Regions from separate parts of the Mus musculus genome. Here region 1 is linked to region 2. The links are chromatin contacts, called in public HiChIP or PLAC-seq maps. All regions are on one chromosome and are shown on one strand. Each heading gives the region's core, a stretch centred on a gene start, on an enhancer-like site or on the middle of the called end of the contact. The rest is flanking DNA. Distances are from core to core; before and after follow the strand shown.

The links. HiChIP or PLAC-seq counts read pairs in DNA pulled down with a chosen protein or histone mark.
Region 1: a contact with region 2 is called in an H3K4me3 HiChIP or PLAC-seq map of bone marrow-derived macrophages, with 2.6 times the contacts expected there. The contact joins the enhancer-like site here to the promoter of Bag1 in region 2. A contact is called at or near these places in 3 of 39 promoter capture datasets (cranial neural crest, frontonasal cranial neural crest and liver), 1 of 484 Hi-C or Micro-C datasets (CD4 T cells), 4 of 115 datasets of contacts at active chromatin or transcription factors (bone marrow-derived macrophages, effector CD8 T cells, embryonic limb bud and 1 more) and 1 of 9 other capture datasets (embryonic stem cells).

What each region holds. Positions count from the first base shown.
Region 1 is chr4:41,291,488-41,297,608 of GRCm38.p6, reverse strand. It overlaps Dcaf12 (DDB1 and CUL4 associated factor 12), which reads left to right. Exons shown (of 9, transcript NM_026893.3): 7 at 1,136-1,298; 8 at 3,498-3,676; 9 at 4,395-6,121. The coding sequence ends at 4,553. Among named protein-coding and RNA genes, the nearest start is that of Gm42273, 9.4 kb to the right of the region's middle. Within about 2 kb of position 1,883, at least 32 of the 459 cell types and tissues checked have an H3K27ac peak or open chromatin away from gene starts, as enhancers often do. A contact at or near this core is called in bone marrow-derived macrophages, where this site is marked.
Region 2 is chr4:40,944,308-40,949,905 of GRCm38.p6, reverse strand. It overlaps Bag1 (BCL2-associated athanogene 1), which reads left to right and starts at 1,612. Exons shown (of 7, transcript NM_001171739.1): 1 at 1,612-2,184; 2 at 3,609-3,737. The coding sequence starts at 2,112. Chmp5 (charged multivesicular body protein 5) reads right to left here and starts at 1,353. Exons shown (of 8, transcript NM_029814.1): 1 at 1,230-1,353; 2 at 348-452. The coding sequence starts at 1,298.

The DNA.
Region 1 (6,121 bases), core at 634-3,133, 350 kb before region 2:
AGGAACTCCTGGCAACTGAAAATTAATCAAACTAAAATAGTCTCTTAATCTTGTTAGATGATGAGAAAATGGAGTGGATTTTTGTTTTGTTTTGTTTTGTTTTGTTTTGTTTTGTTTTTTTTGATATGCTGTTTCTCTGTATAGCTCAGGCTGTCCTGGAACTGGTTCAGGCTAGCCTGGAATTTGGAAATTCATCTGCCTCTGGCCCCTAAACACTGGGATCAAAAGCATACACCACTATACTCAGTTTGGGTTTTTGTGTTGATGAGGTCATACTATGTTAGCAAAGCTAGACTGGAATTCTATAATCCAGGCTGCCCTCAAACCAGTGATCTTCCTGCCTCAGCCTCCCAGATGCTCAGATTACAAATGTCAGGTGCCACCCCAATGGTTTTGGGGTTTTGTTTGTTTGTTTGTTTGTTTAAGATTTGTTTATTTTACATATATGAGTGCACTGTAGCTATCATCAGACACACCAGAAGAGGGCATCAGATCTCATTACGTGTGGTTGTGAGCCACCATGTGGTTGCTGGGATTTGAACTCAGGACCTTTGGAAGAGCAGTCAGTGCTCTTACCCATTGAGCCATCTCACCAGCCCAGGAAAGTCTTTTAATGAGACCCGAGATTGCAACAGCACAGTTAAAAAAAAAAAGATTTATTTATAATACTTGCTAGCAACGTTTTTGTACAGTAAAGTCTTCTTCACGTCTTGCCTGTGCTACTTATAACATCTGTAATAAGCTTTTTGTTGGGAGGAGATAAGGCTCAGGGAATTGACAGTCTCCTGTGTCACGGCAGCTTTGCGCTCCAGTAGGCTTGCAGGCAGAGACTAGACTTTCTAGTCCTCAAGGATCAAAGATGAAGGCTGCCTCAGTTTACCTGGGATGGAGTATACTCTCTCTGGCTTACAGAGGGCTCAGTCATAGAAATAAACTACAGTTCTTGGCTTTTCCTGGCATTCTGATAATTTGATTCCTGTTTTCCCTTTCCCCTAACCCAGAAGTTACTAGTTTACTAGGCTTTGTCTTGTCCCTGACTTAGGTAGTTTGTGTGTAAAGGAAGCCTACAGATGAAGGAACACAAGAGCAGTGCCCATTTTATGTTATCGTGAATGTGTGTATCTTCTCTATTCAGCTCCTTTCCACCAAATTGCCATATTGTCGAGAAAACGTGTGTCTGGCCTATGGTAGTGAGTGGTCAGTGTATGCAGTGGGCTCTCAAGCGCATGTCTCCTTCTTGGATCCACGGCAGCCATCGTACAACGTCAAGTCTGTCTGCTCCAGGGAACGAGGCAGTGGTAAGTCCCTATGTGTTCCTGCAGGCTTATAGCTACATTGAAATGGGTTTTCACCTTTTTGTTTCTTCTTAGATTTGCAAACAAGATCAGGGACTCCTGTGTAACACTTAGAAGTATTTGGTAACAGAATAGAGGAACTTAGTTACCTGTGGCAACAGAGTGTCCAGGCTGTAGAAACCTTTGGTTCAAACCACTGTGAGGAGATAAGCAGTGAGCACTAGTCCTCCAGAACTAGCCTGAGCTAACGTTCTTCCAAACTGAGTAACACTGGATTGGTGCGGGGTGGAGAATCAGAAGAGCGTGAGATCACTTTTGGATGTGATGATAACTATGTACAGTGTACGGTTTGACAATTATACCTCGAGAAGCCAAAGAAAATGCTTGTTTTGTTCTGAGGAGTAAGTGGGGAATCTGCTTGCGTGCAAATGGCCTGCCTCTGAGCTGCACCCGTTCCCAGCCTCTGCCCAGATTTCGTATTCTAAGGGCCGTCGCTCACCTTCCTCTGTGGAAGACTTGTGCTGCTGTTGTCTCTAAGGCTTCAGAGTCCTTTGTTCTGATGACTCATTTTCTCCCTCCAAGAATCCTGTGTAAGAAAGCAGATGAGACGAGTGAGTGGTTAAGACTGCTGACTCGGAGGCCCTGAGTGCAGGCTCCAGTTCCCATATGAAATGCTCACAGCAGCGGGGCGTGGTGGCGCACGCCTTTAATCCCAGCATTAGGAGGCAGATAGGAAGAGGCTAGCCTAGTCTCTACAGTAAATTCCAGGCTCATCAAACAGGGCTGTGCTGTGAGACTGAACCACAGTGCTTAGGTAAGTTACCAGATCCAGGAGCCGTGAAGGTCTGAAGACCGGCCAATCTAAAGTTGCTTTTTTTCTTTTTCTCTCCCCTTTCTCATATCAAAAACTGTAGCTAGCCGGGCGTGGGGAGGCAGAGGCAGGTGGATTTCTGAGTTCGAGGCCAGCCTGGTCTACAGAGTGAGGTCCAGGACAGCCACGGCTACACAGAGAAACCCTGTCTCGAAAAACCAAAAAAAATAAAATAAAATAAAAAAACAAACCTGTAGTTATCCTGGGAGTCTTGGAAGGAACATTAGGGGTTACAGTGTAGCCTCTTTTTCTAAAAGTGTTATTTCTGTGTAGATAACACAAAAGCAGTTTTTGGGTTTGTTGGTGGCGGCAGTGTTTGTTTTCCCCGAGTATTGCTATGGAAGGCGGGTACCATGCTGCTGATTGAAAGGCATTGGTTCTCTCCTTCAAAGGAGTCACAGGAATCAAAGTCGGGTGGTTGCTTGGTAGCCAGAGCCCTTTAAGTGGTCAACATATGTATATTTTATGCCAGAGAACAGCGGATATATTGAAATCTGGGGCTGCATAATGGTGTACAGTGAAAAGTTTTAAAAGGTTTTATTTTTATTACCATCATCATTATAATTGTTTTGTTTTTGAGACAAGGTCTCAGTAGGCATCCTTGGCTAGCCTGGATTTTGGTGTGTGGACCAGACTAGCCTTGAATTCACAGAGATGTGCCTCCCCAGGACTGGGATTAAAAGCATACACCAGCCGGGTTTGGTGGCACACGCCTTTAATCCCAGCACTTGGGAGGCAGAGGCAGGCGGATTTCTGAGTTCGAGGCAGCCTGGTCTACAGAGTGAGTTCCAGGTCAGCCAGGGCTACACAGAGAAACCCTGTCTCAAAAAACAAAAACAAAAAAACAACAAAAAAAAAAAGCGTACACCATCATGCCTGGCTTCTAAAACGTTTTGGTTACTATTAATGGATGTAGTTTGGGTAAAGAAATACTAGTTCACAAAAGTCCCTAGCTCCACACAGATGTCAGGAGGCTCCTGTATCCATTGTACTTAATCCACAGGTACAGCAGGTGTATTTTCCCTTTCATCCAAAGAAGATGGTAACTTGTTGTAAATAACAGTCCTGTCATGCTGGTAATATGAAGAGAATAGTGAGCTACAGTGTACGTAATGTAATGGAGAAGAGCTAATAGTTGTGAAAGGTGATGCCAGTGCTATTGGAGGCATAGCACCAAGAACCCAGACACACTTATGTTCTTTGGCACAAAACAATGTAGATTTTCCCAGTAATCTGGCTCATTAGCAGAGAGTTCTGCTTAACCATTGGCACAGTGCCATCTGACATTTCGGGTGTACACCCTCTAATTGCTCTGTGTTTTTCTTTCTCAGGGATTCGATCAGTGAGCTTCTATGAACACATTATCACTGTGGGCACAGGGCAGGGCTCCCTGCTGTTCTATGACATCCGAGCTCAAAGATTTTTGGAAGAGAGGCTCTCAGCTTGTTATGGGTCCAAGCCCAGACTCGCAGGGGAGAATCTGAAACTAACTACTGGCAGGGGCTGGCTGGTGAGTAAGCCCAGACCTGAGAGGATGGTTGCGTTTCAGGGAGGGATTGTCTACCCTCCAGTCTTCCCTCCTCGATTTTTTGCTGTTGGCATTCCGTAGAGCAGAGAAAGGCTCCGTCCCTGACTTTGCCTTTGTGTCTGCACACTGGCTCCAGGGGAGGAGGAAGGTGGTGGGGCAGATGTTTGTAATCTCGGCTCTCTGTAAACTGGAGGAGGAGGGTGGCAAAAAAGTGAAAGGCCTAGAAAAATATGCTGGTGCCTCAGATTTTCTCCAGGTGACAGCAGAGCAGGAAGGCTAAGGAACTGTCTGCCATTGCTGCCAGTGAGTTATCATTAACAAGGCTGACTCGGAAAAGCTGTCTTGGGAAGACTTGCTTTCATGTAACAATTCTTTTTTTTTTTTTTCTTTAAGTATAGACTAGAGTTTATTAAGGGCATGGGGAGGGGAGTTAAGAGGGTATAGAGGCAGAGAAAGAGAGAGTAGAGGAGTAGAGGCCGGCCATGAACACGTGGCGGGGGGGTGAGGGGACAGAGGGGGAGCAAGAAAGCAAGAGCTCATGTAACAATTCTTTATCTGGTAAAAATGAGGCCCGTTTCCTTGAGAACCAGTTGTGTGATGGCGGGTGATAGACCTCCTGCCTTTGGCAGAGACCAGAAGGCCTCCCTGTCCCTTCTTACTCTTTCCTAGAGGTACTAACCGTCTCCTCATCTTCCCACAGAATCATGATGAAACCTGGAGGAATTACTTTTCGGACATTGACTTCTTCCCCAATGCTGTTTACACCCACTGCTACGACTCGTCCGGAACGAAACTCTTTGTGGCAGGGGGCCCCCTCCCTTCTGGGCTCCACGGAAACTATGCTGGACTGTGGAGTTAATGACAACTAACTTTCTCCCAAAATGCAGATTTACACTAACTTCCACCCTCAGTTTCCTTGTTTGATTTCCCTAGCTGTGGAAGGCTCTCCTGTCTATGCAAACAGAGTTTGCTTGTGGGTCAGGCAGTTACTAGGAAGAGGCTCTATGCAGAAATCCAAAAGCTGGGACGTTCTACGTCAGTTGGTGGCTTGTTGTTCTGGGTTTTTTGTTTGTTTTCACTTTGCAGTAATTAGAATTTTACTTTTCCCTTTTCTGCTTTTTAAAGCAAACACTGTTACAATCCCTTTTTATTTTTTCCTCTCCTTCCTCTGGCTTCTTTACACTGAAATGACAAAGTCATTCTTACCCTTACTTCACTGAGGTAGGGCCCCTTTATAATCGTGTGGTGGCTGTCCGACTTTCTGTGAAAGTGTGGGAGCCTTTGTGTGCGTGTGTGTGTGTGTGTCTGTCTGTGTGTCTGTGTGCGTTTGTGTGTGTGAACTTGTGTGCCTGCTGGTACTGCATCACTGATACTACTTGGAATGAGGATTATCTGTAATTAAAGTATTTATAAAAGAAACAACTTTACTCAGAGTCCAGCTTTGGGACTAGCCTGTATCTTCTTTAAGGTCCGACATTGTAGGAAGAGAAACAGACACACCAGGAAAACCCTTGAGTTAGAGAAGCCGGATGGGAGGGGAGGCTGCATCCCAGGACTCCAAACTGTCCAGGCCTACCTGTCCTTCCACCCACGCAGGAATGCCCATGTGTGTGTTACTTCCACTCCCGACCTCCTGTCTGCTCGCCCAGACTGGGGACTGCAGGCCACATCACAGCCTAGATAAAGACAATCCTCTCCCCAGCCTCCTGCCTCTGACAGGGTCTGATCTGACCGAGAGCAGGCAGTCTCGAGCTTGTGTGCTTACTGCTCATGACTTGGAGGAGGAACTTTTCCATTCTTGGGGTTTTGCTGGTATTTTCTAATTTGTCTGTCCAGGAAGGTGTGGTTTGTAGCGAGTGCTTTGTGTGTGGGATCTGTTCTCAGTGCAGCAGGGCTTAGTGTTGGAAGTCACTGTCCTGCTCTGTTGGCTCATTCCTAGGGTAGTGACAGGTGGCTGTGCCAGCATCGCTGCATGTGACAGTGTAGCTGTGATTGGTAATTTGCTTGTTTCTCTCAAACTATTTAGTGTGAAGAGTTTTTTGTTGTTGTTTTTGTTTTTAACTTGCAAGCCAGTTGTTGTCTTCCGAACATCATGTGGAAAGGAAGCTCTCCCCACCCTAGTACCCTGAGACACACAGTGCTGCCTGAGAAATGCAGTCATACACCTGCACCCAGTTTCTCAGTTGCTCCCCAGTTCTTCCATGCTCTCTTTGTGTCAAATGAGTATTCTCATAATGGCTGGGGCTGCTGGGGAGGGAAGCGGCAGGCCCACCGTAGGACACAGCATCCTCCACAGGTTTTAGAATAATCATCCTATAATCTAGAGAAATAGGTGCTATCAACAGGAAATTAAGCAAAATGCTGGATGCTGTGAATCTTTTGTCTTAATTTTTTTCTATTCTTAAACTACAGGCTGTAGATGTCTTA
Region 2 (5,598 bases), core at 363-2,862:
ACCCATAGCCTATTAAGTAGTGTTAGTATCAGAACACTGATCTTACACGCCATATCTAGTCTAACCTGAGTAGCCAGACAACACCCGGATTCTGAGCACAACCAGCTCTCCTCTTCAGAGTCAGACCTTCTCAGCAGAGCATGCCAATTCCCATTACATGTCATCAGCATCTTCTACCTACCACATTAAAACCCAGCCTCCCTCTTGTATATGGCTGTAGCTTCTGTTCCCTGAAGAACAGGTCCTCACAAGTAGCTTCTCTTTACCAGATTTCGTGTATTTTTCTTGTATCCTTCACCAGTCAGTCCCTTCACAGTACTTCCTACAACAGTTGTCACCAGCCTTACCTTAGCAGGACCCTCTCTCATCTTCTTGATTTGATCCTTATATTTCACTAGTTCAGCATCCAGCCGGGAAATCTTTTTGTCAATGGATTCTGCCCTGCTATCCACCTTGGAAGAAAACATCACATGCAGTGGTAATTATTGTAATATGTTTACATGGAAAGGGGCAGAAAGAGAGGGATATGCAAAAGAAAAAAGGAACAATATAGCAAAGGGCAGAAAATAGGGTTTTTCTTAAGGGTGGGGAATTCCAGCCCGAACCATTGGAGGGCTTTCATAAACTCTCTCCCACCTCCTAGATTCTGATATAGCAGCCCTCTCTTGAGGAAAACGATTTGGGATTCTCTCCGCTGGCTGAGATTTCCCAAGTAGGAGAATAGTCAGTTTGGGACTCTGCATGAACGTGCGTGGAATGAACCAATCAACACAGGCTAAGATGAGATCTAAAACCATTTCCGAGATCAGGTTTAATCTGGAAGGGCCAAGATTCAGAATTCTATGCTACTCAGACCCAGGACTAAGGTACAGATATGTTAACCCTGACATGGGTAAGGGGAGAAGAGTGAAAAAGGGTTTTTAAAAGGCCAGGTTAGACAAAGTGGGGTGTAGTGACATAGGGTACGTAGGTTGGAATGTGGGAACCAAAGCGAGGAAGAAGGGGTGGGGCACAGTGGGCATCGGAAAGAGCTAAGTGCAGTAAGGGCGAAAGAATGATGAGATTAGACTGTCTGGTCTCTGGGGTCAGGAATGACCTGGAAAACAGGGATGAAAGGGGTGGGGATGAAGAAGACTCAGGTTTAATGGGCCCGAACCAGGAATGGGGTGGAGTACGAATTCGGGATGGACGGGTCGGAGTGTCAGAGGTATGCAAAGTCAAATGCCCACCGTCCCAATGCAGTCCGTCAAGCTAGGTGGCGGAGCCTTGGGTTTCGCTTTTCCGAAGAATCGGTTCATCTTGGCCGGCTGCGAGGAAACCCAAACACTGGAGGAAAACCAGAAACGGAAGCGTAGTCGCTCTGGTGTCAATTTCCGGCTTCCCCCACCCCATGCGCAGGCGCAGAGTGCTCGCCCGAGTCTCCCGATCCCTTTTCCGTGTTTTCAGCTCCTCCTTCCGGAGAAGGAGCGCGGAGCTCTGGGAGAGGTGGAAAGACTTCTGAAGGAGGGGCTTATGAGGAGGGATAGGGCGGTGCCTTGGCGGAGTGGGTGGGGCTTAGACGCGGCTGGGCGGATAGGGCGGGGCCTGAAGCAGGGTCAGTTCCGAGGGCGTGGCGAGTAGATGGGGCGGAACTGGTGAGTAGTGGGGCGGGGTTGCAAGGCTGCGCGCCCGGTAGCCACCGCTGCGCTGTGAACAAACGCGGCCTGGCGGGTCGCAGCGCCGCGCGGCGACCGCGAGGCGACCGGGAGCCGCTGGGACCCAGGCTGCGCGCCCCTCGGCCTGCCCGGGAGCCGCGCCAGTCGGAGTCCCGGGCCGAGCGGGGCTTGCCTCCCTCTCAGCGTTCCTCTGTGCGCAGTGCAGCCAGCGGGCATGACCGATCCACCAGGGGCGCCGCCGCCGGCGCCTGCAAGCCGCGGGTGAAGAAGAAAGTCCGGCCCCGCTCTTCTCAGAGCGAGAAGGTAGGGAGCAGCAGCAGGGAGTTGACTAGAAGTAAGAAAGTGACCCGTAGCAAGAACGTGACCGGGACCCAGGTAGAGGAGGTGACCAAGATCGAGGAGGCGACCCAAACCGAGGAAGTAACTGTGGCAGAAGAGGTGACCCAGACCGACAACATGGCCAAGACCGAGGAGATGGTCCAGACGGAGGAAATGGAAACACCCAGACTCAGCGTGATCGTCACCCACAGTGAGCGCCAAGGAGGGTTCCGTAGATCGGGTTGGGATATGTGGGTTTGGCCACATGTAGTCTTGGGAGAAAGAAACATGGGTTCTTGGCTATATATATTTGGGGATGTTTTTGCTTAGGGCTGGTGTCAGGACATCTTTCCCTGTGGCCGGTCCCTGGACACTTATTGGATCCTCTATTTGGAAGCAAAGTTGAGTGTGTAACGCTAGTAATCGTGGGTCTTTGTGTCAGGCTTATATTAGGCCTTCTTGTGTGTAGAACTTCCGTGGTTCTGGACATCCACCAGTGTAAAGAGTACGAACTTGGTGCGTGATCCCGCTGTTCCTTATTTACTGAGTAGTGTTTTTGTTGGATGTCATAGAACCGCAGGTTCAATGGGCCGTGAGTCCAAGAGTTACTTTCTGGACATCTGGTTACATCAACACAGAACTAAAAACCTTGGGAAGTACACGAGAAAGCTGAAGCCATGACATTTCCTTAGAATCAGTTAGGAAAGACTAACAACAAACTTTGCTACCTAAACCATGGCTCTATATCCAGCAGTTTTATGAAACTTTGAGATGAATCCCCACCCCCACCCCCCCAAAGGCCTCTTGATGTCTGATCTGTGAGGCACAAATAGGAACTAGGACTCCTTCTGACTCTTGACTGGTTGGGAGCGCAATCTAAAGGTGGATTTGAACTCCACTTACTTAGAAAAGATTGAGTACCTGTTTTAAAACAAAAGAAAAAACCTCTCTGTTGTTGGATTGGTTTCGTTTGTTTGTCTTTGCTAACTAACCATTAACTATGGTGTACATAGGTGTACCCAGTATGAAAGACTTGGAGGAAAACAGTCCCTTGCTGGTGACATCAGGGAAAACAAGACCAATGCCATAGAGACAATAGGACAGCCATGCCACACATGAGGCAGGCAACTTGTGATAGAAAAGTGTGGGCTTTGATGCAAAGCTGGATGCAAGGTCAAATTCTGAGTCAGCAGTTGAAGGTTTCCCCGAGCGAGTCTTAATTAGACTGATAGCTGTTTTCTAATGGTGTCCTGAGGTTTTGAGATAGTGCATAGAACAAGTCTTGTACCGTTTATTCTGTATAATTGCTTAAGATATCAGCCATCGTTAAAATAGTTTTTTTTTTTTTATGTTAGAGGAAACAAATCCTCAAGACAAGCTTTGTAATGGGTAGCGTATGGATAGATGCAAGTGTGACCCTACCCTGAGCAGCCTGACAACCCCTGGATTCCCAGCACAACCGAGCTCTCCTCTCCAGAGTCAGGCCTTCTCAGCAGAACATGCCCGTTCCCATTATAAGCTTCTGAACGTGTGACCAGCATCTTCTACCTAGCTGAATTCAATCTCAGCTCCATAAGAAAACATCAGCTTAGAGTTAGGTTGATGAATGCTCATTGAATGCTTTTCTTTCTCCAGGCAATGAGAGGTATGACCTTCTTGTTACCCCACAGCAAGGTAACAGTGAGCCAGTTGTCCAAGACTTGGCTCAGCTTGTTGAAGAGGCCACAGGAGTTCCACTACCTTTTCAGAAGCTCATATTTAAGGGTAAGTGGTTTTCATTCATCTTTGAGTACTTATGGCTAAAAGATTTACTTTATTTACTAGGGTTTTTTTTTCTTCATGACAAGGTCCCTCTGTGTAGCCCTGGCTGTCCTAGAACTCACTATATAGACCAGGCTGGCCTTGAACTCACAGGGATCCTCCTGCGCATCAGGCGCCTGAGTGCCGGGATTAAAGTCCCTTCCCGGCAAGGGCAGATTTTAAAACTGCCTGGTCTTCCCTGACTTTTGAGTTTTCTGTGTGTGGATGGATGTGTTGCCTGCTTATGTGTTTGTGTACCGCGTGTGTGTGTGCAGTGTCCCCGAAGGTCAGGAGAAGATGTCAACTCCTCTGGAATTGGAGTTAATAGAGGGCTGTGTGTCACCATGTGAGTGCTGGAACCTGCACCCAGATCCTCTGCAAGAACAAGTGCTCTTAACCACGGAGCCAGTTTTCCAGCCCCCATCTTTCAGTTTTCAAGCCAGAACCATTTTCTTTCATTTCTTTATTTAACAAATATTAAGGGACCAGTCTACACTAGACTTTGAAAATATCTGGATTTGAAGTAACATAATGACAGACAGAATTGCTAAGATTTAGATTGACAGAGAGAGAGATCTTTGCCTTTTTTCCCCTGGGTGGGAGAGTGGTGGTCTGTTACAGCCCAAGCTGTCTTGGAACTGGCTATGTAATATACACTGTCAAGCCCTATGTCTTTTTCTTTTTAAAACATTTAATGTCTGAGTTTTAATTTTATCTTTCAAAATTGAGAATGGCAGCACACACCCATAAGCCCAGTACTCTGGAAACTAAGACCAGCTCCATGCCAACTGGGTGCAGTTAGTCTGCCATGCCAGCTCCATGCCAACTGGGTGCAGTAGTCATGCTCTGTCAGAGAAAAGGAAGTGGGGAAGCATGGGAGGAAAGGAGAAGGAAGGAGAAAGGAAAGAAAAGAAGCTCAAGTTTCACAGTAGAAAGGCCAAAGAAGAAAATGTTCCCCTGGATAAAGCTCCTTATTCATTTTTTTAATGGTACTGCAGGTCAATCAAACATGCTAGGCAAGAACAAACCACTAAGCTCTAGCCTCAGCCCAGTGTTTCACATTTTTCTTTTTATAACATTGAGTTTGCCAGCATTCGTTGAAGTATCCTGAGGGAAAGAAGGAGCTTTCATGACTACAAAATCTTTTATTATACAGAAATTATGTTAGGGCTGGAGAAATAACATCATACACACATATATAATTAAAATAAATTTAAAATGAAAGCTTTAGGGGCTAGAGAGATGTTTCCTGTAGTTGTGAGCACTGGCTCCTCATCCAAAGGACCCGGGTCCAGTTCCCAGTGCCCACACGGAGGCTCTAAACCAGTCAGTAACTCCAGCTCCAGGGTATCTGATCTCCACCAGCACCAGGCACACACCTGATGCACAAACATGCTTTCAGGCAAAATACCCATATCTATAAAACAGTAGTAACATGTTTTAAAGACATTTATCTGTTATGTGAACTATATTAATTTTTTGTTCCTGAAGACTATTTTTATTAACTATTATGTAGGAGCATTTTCAGTTATTTGCCTAGGATAAATATCTAGAGATGACATTGTCATATAAAGACAGTTTCCAAAAAAACAAAACAAAACAAAAAAACATTTCATTTATCTTTTTGTTTTGTTTTGTTTTGCCTTCCCCCCCCCCCTTTGGTTTTGGTTTTGGTTTTTCAAGACAGGGATGCTCTGTGTAGTCTTGGCTGTCCTTGAACTAATTCTATAGACCAGGCTGGCTTTGAGCTCAGATCCGACTGCCTCTGCCTCTGCTTCCTGAGTGCTAAGATTGAAGGTGTGTGCCACCAGTATCAAATATACCC